2 separate regions of the Rattus norvegicus genome follow, and region 2 is linked to region 1. A link is a contact called in public Hi-C data. All regions are on one chromosome and are shown on one strand. The core of a region is the stretch at or near the end of the contact, and the rest is flanking DNA. Distances in the headings are between cores, read along the strand shown. Region 1 has its middle 520 kb from the start of Pkn2. Region 2 has its middle 640 kb from the start of Lmo4.

Region 1 (2,916 bases), core at 415-2,914:
ACATTTTCTGATATATTCGTCCCCAAACCAACACACCCCAAGAAAGAGGGAGCAAACTGACTAATTTCTGAAACAAAAGACCCTTGTGTTAAAATGTTAGGGGAGGTGAAGTTAGGCTTAAAGATGGTGGCTTTCTTGGTGAATTGTCACTGCTTGGAGTATTTGTTATTCTGTGCTCCACCAGCTCTTTCAGAAAGAGGGGAAGCAAAATTGTGTTTAATGAATGCAGCTCACAGTTGAAAGAGTGTCGGGCATGGCATTGGGAAATCAGAAAATAATGTCTGATGATAGCTAATGTTGATTGAGTAGTTCTTAAGTGCTAAGGGTGTACTGTGGTTTGACTGAGAATGGCCGCATAGGCTCATATATTTAAATGTTTAGTCACCAGTTAGTAAAAGTGTTTGAGAACGATTAGGAGGTGTGGCCTTGTTAGGGTAGATGTTGCCATGTTGAGGATGTATGTCACTGGGGATGGGCTTCATGTTTTCAAAAGCCCATGCCCAGACGCAGCATCGTGTTCTGCAGTCTATGTATCAGGATGCAAAATTCTCAGCTATTGCTTTCGTGCCAGGCCTGTCTGCTTCCTACCATGATGATCATGGACTAAACTTTCAAAGCTGCAAGCAAAGACCCAATTCAATTCTTTCTTTTATAGGAGTTGCCTTGATTATGGTATCTCTTCACAGCTACAGAAAGTAACTAATACTGCATGTTACTATGTCCCTGCTTATACATCCCAATTTCATTACTCTTAGCCATCTTTCAAATGTCTGCTAACAGGTCTCTGTAGTTCTCAGCCGAGTAACATTGGTTATTAGAGGTAAATTGCCTATGGCTTCTGTCTCAGTCACTGTTTCATTGCTGTGAAGAGATACCATGACCAAGGCCAACTCTTAAACTATAAACCATTTAATTGGGAGCTTGCTTACAGTTTAAGAGGGTTAAGAGGGTTAATCTATTATTGTCAGGGTAGGGAATGTGGCAGCAAACATAGCATTAAAGGCAGCAAGCATGACAATGGAGTAGTATCTGAAAGATACATTTTAATCTAGAGAGAGAGAGAGAGAGAGAGAGAGAGAGGCAGGGAGGGAGAAGGAGAAGGAGAGAGAGAGAGAGAGAGAGAGAGAGAGAGAGAGAGAGAGAGAGAGAATGCACCTGGCATGGGATTAAACCTCAAAAGCCCACTCCTAGTAACACATTTCTTCCAACAAAGCCACATATCCTAATCCTTCTAATCCTTCTCAAACAGTGCCACTTCCTGATAAGTAGGGCCTGTTAGCCATTTTTATTCAAACCTCCATAGCTGGTAAGTTACTGACACTTCCAATTGTAAGATTTTCTAGTGCAAAGCTCAGATTCTTTACTTTGAATGCTTAGATTGTAAGAGGGTGATCCCACTGAATTATACAACTCCGGGAAATGGGGAACTAGCAAACAATCTTGCAAACTAAATTTATGACCTTTCAAGGTATGATGATGAAAGACCATCATATGCTGCCAATTATCCCACCATAAGAAACAAGCCATACCAACTAGTAGGTGGACCTTGGTTCTCATTGTTTCTGCTTTCCTGCTGTGAGGCAAGGGTAATAATGAGAAAGGTAGGTGTGTTTCCCTGTTCTTTCTTTACTTACACATTTCATCCTAAAGTAATGTACTATAATCCATCACTTCTGTGGGCTCTAAGAGGAGAACTGCTTTGGAAGATGGAGAGAAGCAGCCTTGGGGAAAGACAGAAACTCAAGACTTCTCCTGTGGAAATGCATTGGCACTGTGAAGCTTGCCCCAGAGATTTCTAGGACTTTCTCAGGATCGTTTGGAAGATGTGAATGATTTTTGCCTCCACATTTTCAAGGAATGTGTTCTTAACTACAAGTCCTCAAAACAGATCTTAAATCACTTGCCCTTTCTTGGAATTGGGTGCAGAAGTGACCTTATTCTCTCCTTTGCACTGTGATTGTCAGAGGCCTAATTTTCTTTGTTCTGTGTTTTCTGGCATTTGGAAAACCTACCTCAAAAAGTTTCTGAAATCATCATCTTTGCCTGGCGCTTGATGTCAGCTGGTGGTTCTGTGAAATGTGTGGGCAGAAAGACAGAGGAGGGAATAGAGTAGCTGGAATAGCAGCTGCCTGCACGATGCCTACAGCTGATGCTGGAGCATCTTAAGACATGCTGGTGGATATTTTAAAACCACAGGTGTAATTTGCCCGGAAATTTAAAGGAATGGGGTATCATAAAGTGGCTGCTGGTGGGTTCTTTCTGAGCTTGGTTCCTGTATGCAGGTAGAGGTGAGAAGAGCTGGGTCTACTTTCTTGAGCATCTGGGATGGATCCTGTAGGATCTCAAGAAAAACTTTTGAATGTTTTGAATGTTTGTTCACCAGTGGCTGAACAAGAAATGCACTGACTTTTACTTATGTCTGTGAAAATCACACACTTCCTTGGTTTAGTTCTGAGGTGGAATATAAGGCTTCACACATTCATAGACTCGAAACCACTTTTAGAATTGAAAGGAGTTTCCTGTGGCCAGTCTTTCCCTCTTTTAACAAGGGTCTGAAATGACATCCATGAGGTCTTATTTAATGAAACAAAATATGTATGCTAAAGAGAACCAGCCTCCAAAAGTTGTCCGAAATTCTCAACTCAAACATCACTCAATGTTCTTTTTCTGGCACTTATCCCCAAATATATATGTGTCCTTATAAATTATATATGTACTACTGCATGCATGTGCTGGTACCTAACATAATATGTATAAGTAGTTCAACTATCAGGAATAAACTAAGGAAAACTACTCTAAATAACAACATAAGGTTTTCCTTCCTCTCACGCAAATTACTATTATGATCAGGATTTGTTCTCATTTGATTTTTTTTTTACCATGTTGCTTTAATACTTTGTGATCCAACGTCTGGTT
Region 2 (3,148 bases), core at 52-2,551, 220 kb after region 1:
AATAAAGCAAACCTGAGTGAGGGCTGGTTGGTTTAGGATTATTGAACTTGGAAAATCAGGATGAGTCCGTGGACAGAAGAAATAGTTAACGTGTACCATTAACTCCCAAGCTGAGCATTAGCCATTGCCTAGGAGTCTGTAGGGTTCCCTTCCTTCTGCTGTGGAACTGACTGACTGGGTTCTGCAGGCAGGGAAGGGGAGCTACAGCAAAGAGAAACACTTACCATTTGCTCCTCCAAACACATTCTGTAGGAAGGCGTGGGATTTCACAGCAGTGAGAGCAAAACTATTCCCAGCGGTACCATATGCTCCCCACCATCAGGAGCGGCCGCACTGGTCACTGCGCTTGGCAGGCGAACCAACTGAGTGGAAGTTCTGAAGATCACAGTGGAGTAAAATCTTCAATCTGTTCCACAGGCAGAAATCAAAGGGAAAAATAATTCTGTACAGATCCTCTGTGTTTCATAGGTACATGAACACACACACACACACACACACACGTCTGTGTGTGTGTGTGTGTGTGTGTGTGTGTGTGTGTGTGTGTGGACAAGGGCATGCATATGTGTTCTTTCTAAAATGGTTAAGAAGATACAAAGGCAGGGAGTTTATCTTGCAGATTGCCCCATGGAGACATAAGGTCACACTCTGAGTGCCAAGAGAAAAATCTTAGAACATAGAATGTGGAGAAGGGTTATTTTTGGATTAAACTCCATGTTTTCAGTGGCTTTTCTCCCCCCTCTGAGGAAAAAAAATGTAAGATTGAGAAGAATTTCGCAAATGCCAAGACCATTTAATAGCAGAATTACAGCCGACGATAAATGCAGCGCTCTTAAAGCTTGTCCTTTCTCTGTTATTAACTTTGTTCTTTTGGTTGTGCCAGAGAAAGCACAAGAGATAGAAATTGGCAGAAATATGGATCTGAAGAACAGAAATTCAACTCAAATGAAAATACCGTGAAAACCTCTAGTTAAAATAAAGTCTTTTGTTTAATAGCATAACTTTCACCATCGAGAAAAGGGTTATTTGAATCAAAAGTAAAATTTAGGACAGTCTGTTATCTAATCATTATTAATTCTGCATGCACATGGGGAATTTTCTATTTCCAAAGTGGTTCACGATCATTAGTTAATCCACTCAGCATGCTTGGTCTAAATTGTTCTATGCACTTAACAGATAAGAAGGGTTGCGTCTGATGTACAGGCAGCAGGACACGCCGAGTGATGGACTGCTAACCCAGAGTGGGCCCTCCTCATCTTAACCACTCGCTTGGTTACTTTACTCTGGGCACCAGGCCTGTACCCACAGGACTTTCAGACAAGGACTCCATTTGTTTGAAAAATAAGCACATGTTACATAAAATCTCCAACAATCAATTGAAGGCTCCAAGTTTTGATTTTCCAGTGACTCTTCTTAATATCATGTAGTCTCTCAGTTTCCCTTATGGGTAAAGCACTTCTTTTAAAGGGCTAGTCTTTCTATAAACATGGCGACGAAGAGTCAACATCATAGTAAAAATAGATGTAGACGCCCTTCACTGTGCTGTCCGGAGGGCTTCAATGCCTTGGGATCAGTCTCCTCCCATCCTATCTTCCCCTCCCTGTCCTATCTCCTCCCACCTCCCATCCTCTTCCCTCTGATCCCTTCTGCACTTTCCCCCCATTTCAGTTCCTTTTCCTTTCTGTCATAAAGGCCATCACTACACTCATCTGTGCTCTTACATAGTTTGCCAGTTTCACTTTCCCACTCAAAGAGGAGACTCCTCTCGGCATGATGTAAATGTCCCATGAGCTGCTCACACAGGAACCAAATGCCAGTGGCCGGCAAAGCTGTCCACATCCGGCTTGAGTTAAAATGGCCAGTTTCCCTTTGTTTTCATTTGTTTGTACCCGCTCTAGCCAAACAAATTAATTTGTGGTTCAGATAATATATGCCATATGTTTAATTAGCCGTTACATGGAGTATAAAGAGGCTAAGCTTTGAAACCGGATGCTACTCTTCTTCTAGTTTCTTGGTTTTTAAAACTCACATTTGGGGGTTGTGTTTATTTGTTTGTTTGTTTAGTTCTCCTAATAATAAAATTATCTAGCGGTTTCGATCTTTACATTTTTCTTTTAATACTAAGGAATTCATTACCTCTGCAGATTTAATTCAGCCCAAGATGCATAACATACTCATTATTCAATAAACAGATACTTAAGCAAACTAGCATGAAGGAGTTACCTCTTATTTTTCAATTGTGTTTAAGTGTTCATAAATTCCCAGTGTCTTCCTGAATAGTTGGCTTGGTGAGATTTCAATGTCTTGAAAGATACCTAATATTTGTCTTTAATATGTTGTCTTGCTGTCAAAAGGAATCAGTCCTGGAGAAAATCTGACGGACTCTGAGAAACAACATCCTCTGAAATGCCTCAGCAGAGGACATGGTGATTCACTGTGGCGTCAGGAGAAGACATGACGAAGCCCAGGCCTCCGATGGTGCCAGTGCCTGCCTCTGCAGTGAAAAGCATTCAGGTTACATAGAGTGATAATCTGGCTGGAGGAAGGGAGCCGGCTAGGTCTGCCTGGAGTGTCTGGCTGCCGGTTGGCAGAAGGAGCCCTTTCTTCACCTTGGATCTGCCAGGCTAAGGATGCTTTCATGGTAATTTTCCGATGTCTTCCTTGATCAGTAGACTGCAGCATTTTATCATTTTGCAGATTTTGTTTTCTTCATGGGTTATTACTTCCACTGAACTGCACTTAACATCTATTAGCTTAGGTCTCCAGAAGATCAAAGTCCCTCTGTATCTGATTATTCTGCTCTTTGCAATTTGTGTCTCTCCCTCACCCCGCCCCTCCCCACCAATCCAGGGGCCTTGCACGTTTAGAGATTAGGTTTCAGTGGCTTCTCCTAAACAATTTATAGACATAAAAGCATCATAAAGAGGACTCCATGCCTCTAGGAAGAAAATAAGTCTGAAAAAATGGGGAGAGAGCAAAGGGGATTGTGTAATGTTTCTGTCTCAATATGAATCTTTTAAGACTCATGCTTCACTGTATGTTTTGAAGTAGGAGAGTGAGGGAGACAGAAAGAAGTGCAGTTCCCATAGAGATCCATTCCTTTCCCTAAAACACTCACTCTGCTCCTTCCTTTTCTTGCAAAGCCAGTCAG

The links. A called contact is a pair of places that touch in the nucleus more often than the background predicts.
Region 2: a Hi-C map of frontal cortex shows a contact between it and region 1, with 2.2 times the contacts expected there. The contact joins two enhancer-like sites. A contact is called at or near these places in 2 of 12 Hi-C or Micro-C datasets (Schwann cells and frontal cortex).

What each region holds. Positions count from the first base shown.
Region 1 is chr2:235,074,622-235,077,537 of GRCr8, forward strand. No RefSeq gene overlaps it. Among named protein-coding and RNA genes, the nearest start is that of Pkn2, 520 kb to the left of the region's middle. Within about 2 kb of position 1,665, at least 4 of the 93 cell types and tissues checked have an H3K27ac peak or open chromatin away from gene starts, as enhancers often do.
Region 2 is chr2:235,296,335-235,299,482 of GRCr8, forward strand. No RefSeq gene overlaps it. Among named protein-coding and RNA genes, the nearest start is that of Lmo4, 640 kb to the right of the region's middle. Within about 2 kb of position 1,302, at least 22 of the 93 cell types and tissues checked have an H3K27ac peak or open chromatin away from gene starts, as enhancers often do.